2 separate regions of the Gasterosteus aculeatus genome follow, and region 1 is linked to region 2. Evidence: chromatin contacts called from public Hi-C data. All regions are on one chromosome and are shown on one strand. The core of a region is the stretch at or near the end of the contact, and the rest is flanking DNA. Distances in the headings are between cores, read along the strand shown. Region 1 holds the start of gask1b (golgi associated kinase 1B). Region 2 holds the start of neil3 (nei-like DNA glycosylase 3).

Region 1 (3,320 bases), core at 292-2,791, 150 kb before region 2:
ATTACCATCGCCTGTCTCTATTCTTTTTATTGGAACCAAGTTGCTTCCGTACAACAGTGACGCAACCACATTGGCAGCAATTCCGTAGCCCAGATTAGTCATGTTGGTGGAGTTGATGCGGAACTCAAATGTTTCCAAGTCGCCAACACCGGCATTTTCACCCAGTTTCACACCTGGAAAATTTAAAAGCAAAACAAAAAAATTCCAGTGTTGTTGGTTTTGGCTAACACACCAGCTGCAGTGTGTTAGCTTCCCACTCACACACACACACACACACCCAAATGATCCCCTACCTTCATCAGCAGAAGGTTCAGCGCGATGGCAGCTCACCACCAGCAGCGTGGTAACAAATAAAAGCAGAGGTGGGCATTTTGCGTCATGCATATTAAAATAAATGTTTGTTTTGTGCAAGGTGGCTGGTGCACAGTGTTAAAAGCAGCTCCAGGGTGTCAGCAGTGGGGGGGGGGGGGAGTGACACTCGGCCAGGTGCCGCCAATTATCCAATCACTCAATCTGACGCGTAACGCTGCAGTGGAGACAGGATAACCGGGAGCGGGAGTCATGGAAATGCATCAGAGGTTGTGGGTCTAATGAGGGTATAATATTAAATGTGATGAGATGCTGAAAAATTCCAACATGTATTTTAGATAAATATAAAAATAAGTAATAATCCCAATATATAGTAAATATTTATAATATATAAAATAGTGGAAGGCGGCTATGTGCATTAAGTACTGTTCTAAAGAGGAATTTTAAGAAACTTGCATAATGCTTAATTTTGCTTAATTTGAAGTAGAGATTAAAATGTAGATCTAACCTGCAGCACATACAGAACAAGGCTTTATTTTACCAACCTCACATTAACGCATCAACATGTATAGTCCACTCATATGACGTAGGCTACATATTATGTCTGTGTAATTGGACATTCTGCATACTGTTAATTAAATGGCTCCTTTAAATAAATTATTTAGTATTTTTACACAATGAGACTGGATACTTCCTGCAGCTTTGCATGTCTAAAGACTAGTTAGCCTGACAGCGCTTATCTGTTTACACCATCGTTTATTTTTAGAAGCGTTGTTATTTGGGTCAGGAAATCCTGTAATGGAAACATCCATCCTTCACTTCCAGCACTCAAGAGGAAATATTAGTTTCCATCTTTTAACTGTTTCCTTTTCACATTTTGTAGTCCGCATTTAGAATAAAGTACCAGCAGATGTCGCCTGAAACGCGTTCATGCCCAAATATTCTGTGCACTTCAAATTTCAATAATGGCATAAAAGCTCTGTATTTTGATGTAAACAAACAATATCACCGTTACGTCAAATGTGCGTTAGACAATTATCCGCTTTTGTTAAGATTGTGATTATGTAAAAATGTGTTTATAGTAACTTGATTTGGTACTTTTTAATAACTTCCTTCATTTGTTATCGTTTTTAGGCTGATGCAAAAAACAACATGCCGTATATGTTGCCATTGATTGTACGGATAAGACATGAGAACAGCTTTCTGTCCATCCCCTAAACGCGCCCTCCCATCCAAAAGGAGTTCTGGGAGCTCCGCGCTCCTCCCAGGTTTGGGTTTCACTCAACAAAGACTGCCAACCATGAAAATAACATAAATTCTAATGGGGGAGTCTCTTTTTCACTGGCTGTTACTCCCTTGTGTGAGACTGAGCAGTAGCTTCCGGAGATGCGCTCTTTCCCACAGGACTTTGATCATCGCGAGCGCGTGCGCGCTTTATTTGTTGGTGGTGGTTTCACACCTCGGACACTCCGGGAAGCTCCGGCACGGAAGCACCGGGAGAGAGAAGTACCGGCACACCCGTGGATTGTATAATCTGGATGTTACAGCCTCTGAGGATTTTAAGATCGGAGCGAGTTTTGCGCTCCCGACACGCTCCAACGTGGTCTACATAACGCTGAAGTCCAAGCGCGTAAAACCGGCACACATCCGGGGTACAATCAGACCCAAACTGAGGAGAAAAGTGAGGAGGAATCAAGATGAACAATATGCTCATTTTACGCGGAGCAAACTCGGCCCTTTGGAGAGGGACCCAGGCCCAAATACGCGCCACTTTGCCTCCAACACCTCGCGGGGAGAAACCGGGGATGTGTTTCGCAAATCCTTGGAGGTAATTCATGCACCTCTCACGCACGCACAGGCAGACTCTCCCGTCAGCTCTATACGGATATACAGCCAGAAGGCGCCGCCCTGGCTCAGCGCACGGGACGTGGAGGCCATGCGCTTTCTGGCGGATGCCAAAGTTTTGCGCGTCAAAGAAGTTTCTCGCGGAGACTCTCCGTCACTTCTGGTCTTCGAGGGCGAGGGGAGCGTTTCAGGGAGCGACCTGAAACGGGTTGCACCGCGGAGCAGCGTGTGTGGAGGGGAGTGTGGAGTCATCAGCAGCCCCGTGGACACCACGCAGGTCTTTGCCTTCCATCTGGACAGGGTGCTCGGGTTCAACAGGACATTGCCAGCCGTGAGCAGACGGTTCGACTTCTTACATGGTACGTCCACACAGACACCAGGAGCGAGTGCCTTATCTGCTGACTGAAGCACAGAGATATCTGAGGAGAATAAATGTCACTTTCTAATGTCTTTAATGCATTTTGCAAATAAAGCCATTGAAATGTAGACTTGTATAAAAGGTGTTATTACCCTTGAGTCTCAATTCCAGGGACAAATTAAAAGAAACATCCTTTAAAAGAAGTGCTGGGGAGTCTGTGGTGAGAGAGAATGACCCTGAAGATCCAACAGCATGTGCTGGACGCTTGTCAGTAGTCTAAAATATGAGTCAGTAAAGAAATATGCAAAGCCAAACATATTTCCATGGCAGAAGTTTAAGGTGTTAAACTTCTTTCTTTCTACTGACGGATCATGAATTGCTCTGTAAGCTTTTCCTGGATGAAACAAGTCTATCTGCCCTCTGCAGACGGCCAGCCCTGTCCAGTGGGGTCGTGGGACGCATCCCTCCTCCCAGAAGGCCGTGCTGCCGGCCGGCCCACCGGGAGGTTAACGTGGGCCGAGTACCAGCGCTCCCTGAAGCAGAGATGCTGGCATAAAAACATCCGCCCAAAGTCGGACTCCGGCTGCCTCCCAGTTCATCACCTCGAGTGGAGCAAACTGGCTCTGTTCGACTTCCTGCTGCAGGTAACGGAGGCTGCTTCAAAATGAAAGACCGATTCATCAATTCAACACTTCAAAAGTACTTCAGCAACTTTCCTGTCCTTCTGTTTAACTTTGTGCAGTTGCTCCACAAATGCTTTTCTAAATAAATTTTGCAAACATTGTTTTTGGGCCAAACAGACAGTCTT
Region 2 (3,461 bases), core at 501-3,000:
GACCAGGATATGACCTTCAAATATAAAGAAGACTTCAAGAACTGCCAATTTTCATCTACGTAACATATCAAAATGCGTCATGCGTTTGTCACTTCCAGACTGAACTACTGTAATTCTTTGTTATCAGGCTGCTCTTGTAAATCTCTTAAGCCTCTTAGGTTGATTCAGAATGCTGCAGCACGTGTATTAACAAGAACTAAGACAAGGGATCATATAACTCCTGTATTAACTTCTCTGCACTGGCTCCCTGTTAAATCAAGAATAGATTTTAAGGTACTTCTCCTCACCTACGAGGCCCTTGCATCGTATCTTAAAGAGCTTGTAACACCTTATTGTCCTACAAGGCAACTGCGCTCCATAGATGCTGGTTACTTGTTGTTCCTAGGGTTTTAAAAAGTAGGCTGGGGGCCAGAGCCTTCAGTTATCAAGCTCCTCTTTTGTGGAACCAGGTTCCACTTTCAGTCCGGGGGGCAGATTCCGTCAGCTCTTTCAAAGTAAAACTTTAAACGTTCCTCTTTGATTGTGCCTATAGTTAGGGCTGGCTCAGGTTAGCCCGGACCGGCCCTTAGTTAAGCTGCTATAGGCTTAGACTGCCGGGGGACTTCTTAGGACACACCGAGCTCCTCTCTCACGCTCTCGTTCTACCATAATTCACGTTTTATTAATGCACATGACTAATTCAGCTTCTTTCCGGGAGTTTTTTTGTGCTTTCTCCCCTATCAGGTCTCCGTAGATCGTAGTTCCTTCTGGACCCTGGTCCTGACACCTGCCGTGGCCATGCTGGCGCCTGCTGCTGCCATCATCATCATTATTATTATTTTAGATATTAATCATATTACTGTACTCGTAAACCAACATAACCCTCTCCTAAAGTCTCTGTGCTCTCCCTCCCCACAGGCTTCTATGGATGGTTGTTCTATCTGATGGTGGTTCTATCTGATCCACTCTAATTTATGTAGTAATAACACACCTCAAAACCTCTCCTTTTCTCTCCAAACCACCCCAGGCTCAAACTGTTCTGCCTAATGCCGTATGGCAGATCTACAGCATCCCCCCCCCACCTCCACCAGGCTCAGGGACGGCTTCCCCCCACAGGCCATGAGACTGCTGAACTCTGGAGCTGGTCACATCAGCATTGTTGTAAACTTACTTTGCATTTGCATCTATCGCATATTACTTATTTAATCCCGTGTTTTAACTAATCACAAAGCCACTAAACACGAGGGATGAAGAAAAGAGAAGAGGAAGGAAATGAGCGAGTCTTTCTGTTCAAATGTCAATTTCTTACATTTTACCCATGACACCATCGATTAAAGCTGCTACAAATGTAAGTCGGCGACTTGTCTCTACAAGTCTGTCGTCCCTCAGCTTTGCCCGTGAGGCTCTTCAGGATGAGTGCTGCCGAGTCACGGCGACACTTTCACATCCCTCCCTTTGCCTTATCTTCAGACGTTTTGGAGATTAACGCAGTTCTGACCCCGTGAATAAAGCCAGGAAGCCTGAAATATCAGTTTACAGAAAATGCTCGCTCTGCAACGCAGAATTACATGACATTTGACTTTAAAATAGTGTTGCTGAAACCCATTTTATGGCAGACCAAGTGACAAATGTGTTGAACAAAGTGAGATATTCATCATTAATCATCTATGTGATCATGACGATGTACAAGCCAAGCTACTTGCCTACTTGCAAACTACTTTACTTCCCTACGCGGAAGTCCAGAAGAACACAGGCAAGTCACTCAAGGTAACTCTTCCCCAAAACATCAGCCAACACCTGGTCTGTGGAATGAAGAGACAAAAAAGAGGGAGTAGAGAGCAGGAACAGAGAGGAAGAGGGAGATTAAGAGAGGGAGACAACGAGATGAGGGCTGCATGCGGTAAAAACAGAGAAGGACAGACTGAAGTCATTCAAGCTTTTCTTCTCCCTGAATTATCCCAGTTTTGTCCGAATTTAGTTGGAGCAGATTGTGGAAAACCCAGTCCTTGACATTCAGCCAGAAAGTCATTTGACGGCACCAACTTCTATTTCATCTGAATCTCTCATGCTTCTCTCCCTCCTTTTTTCACTATGACTCTATTTATTTTGATTTCCTCCCCAGTTTCTTTATCCTTCCCAATTACGCAGGGCTGTAATATAATGGAAATGTCTCCGTCTGGACTTGTCAGGACGTATGCACGTGACGCCTAACGTTACTTCCGGAAACAAAGCGCACAGCGCATGCGCGGAAATTGAATAATTGGCGGTGAATCGAAGCGACAACAAACCTTCATTTTTCAAGCCGACCGGGACAGTTTTCTTTTCTCTTTTTTTTTACCGCGTAATGAGATACAAAGTCTGACCTGGAAGATGGTTGAAGGTCCGGGCTGCACGTTGAACGGAGAGAAGATCCGCTCCAGAGTCCAGACGGGGCAGAAATGGAAGGAAAGCAGCGGCAGTTTGACCACATCCACCGTGAGTTAACGTGACGACACCATCACACCCGCGGGTTCGTGTTCCCCTTCTACCGACGAGCACTTCACCCTCCCCGTTCTCCCCACAGACGAACAACCCGGCGGGCAACGCCTTCCGCGGCTTCGTCGGGTGTCCGTACACCGGTGTGCACACGGTGGGCAAGGAGCTCTTCATGCACTTCGGTCCCCGATCGTTGAGGTAACGGATTCACGTCCCCTGTCACCTGGTGCGCTTTCCAACACCCGAGCCAGCATCCTAGTTACTAGACCAGTCAGTACACTGACTAGTTGATATGCTAGCTAGTTAGGTAGGTAGTATACTAGTTAGATTCTTAGTAAAGGATACTACTCGGTATACTAGTTAGGATACCAGTTAGATTGTCAGTAAAGGATCCAGGCGGAAGGTGGTGAGGATCAGGACTAGTATACTACTCGGTATACTAGTTGGTATACTAGTTAGATTGTGTGGAAGGTGGACTAGTATACTACTCGGTGTACTAGTTGGTATACTAGTTAGATTGTGTGGAAAGTGGTGAGGATCAGGACTAGTATACTAGTTGGTATACTAGTTAGATTGTGTGGAAGGTGGTGAGGATCAGGACTAGTATACTACTCGGTATACTAGTTGGTATACTAGTTAGATTGTGTGGAAGGTGGACTAGTTGGTATACTAGTTTGTGTGGTGTACCAGATTGTGTGGAAGGTGGTGAGGATCAGGACTAGTTTACTACTCGGTATATTAGTTTGTATACTAGTTAGATTGTGTGGAAGGTGGACTAGTATACTAGTTGGTATACTAGTTAGATTGTGTGGAAGGTGGTGAGGATCAGGACTAGTATACTAGTTGGTATACTAGTTAGATTGTGTGGAAGGTGGACTAGTATACTACTCGGTATACTAGTTGGTATACTAGTTAGATTGTGTGGAAGGTGGTCATCAGTCGGCAGCAGGAGGCGGTGACAGAACTAGACGGAGGAATCGGTTCATCGTGGTCGATCCATCTGTGTG

Evidence for each region. A called contact is a pair of places that touch in the nucleus more often than the background predicts.
Region 1: a Hi-C map of whole body shows a contact between it and region 2, with 2.5 times the contacts expected there. The contact joins the promoter of gask1b here to the promoter of neil3 in region 2. A contact is called at or near these places in 2 of 6 Hi-C or Micro-C datasets (skeletal muscle and whole body).

What each region holds. Positions count from the first base shown.
Region 1 is chr4:2,387,238-2,390,557 of fGasAcu3.hap1.1, reverse strand. gask1b (golgi associated kinase 1B) reads left to right here and starts at 1,541. Exons shown (of 4, transcript XM_040175222.2): 1 at 1,541-2,513; 2 at 2,939-3,156. The coding sequence starts at 1,631. It overlaps tmem144b (transmembrane protein 144b), which reads right to left and starts at 483. Exons shown (of 12, transcript XM_040172603.2): 1 at 294-483; 2 at 6-173. The coding sequence starts at 384.
Region 2 is chr4:2,232,463-2,235,923 of fGasAcu3.hap1.1, reverse strand. neil3 (nei-like DNA glycosylase 3) reads left to right here and starts at 1,750. Exons shown (of 10, transcript XM_040174626.2): 1 at 1,750-2,454; 2 at 2,543-2,652. The coding sequence starts at 2,350.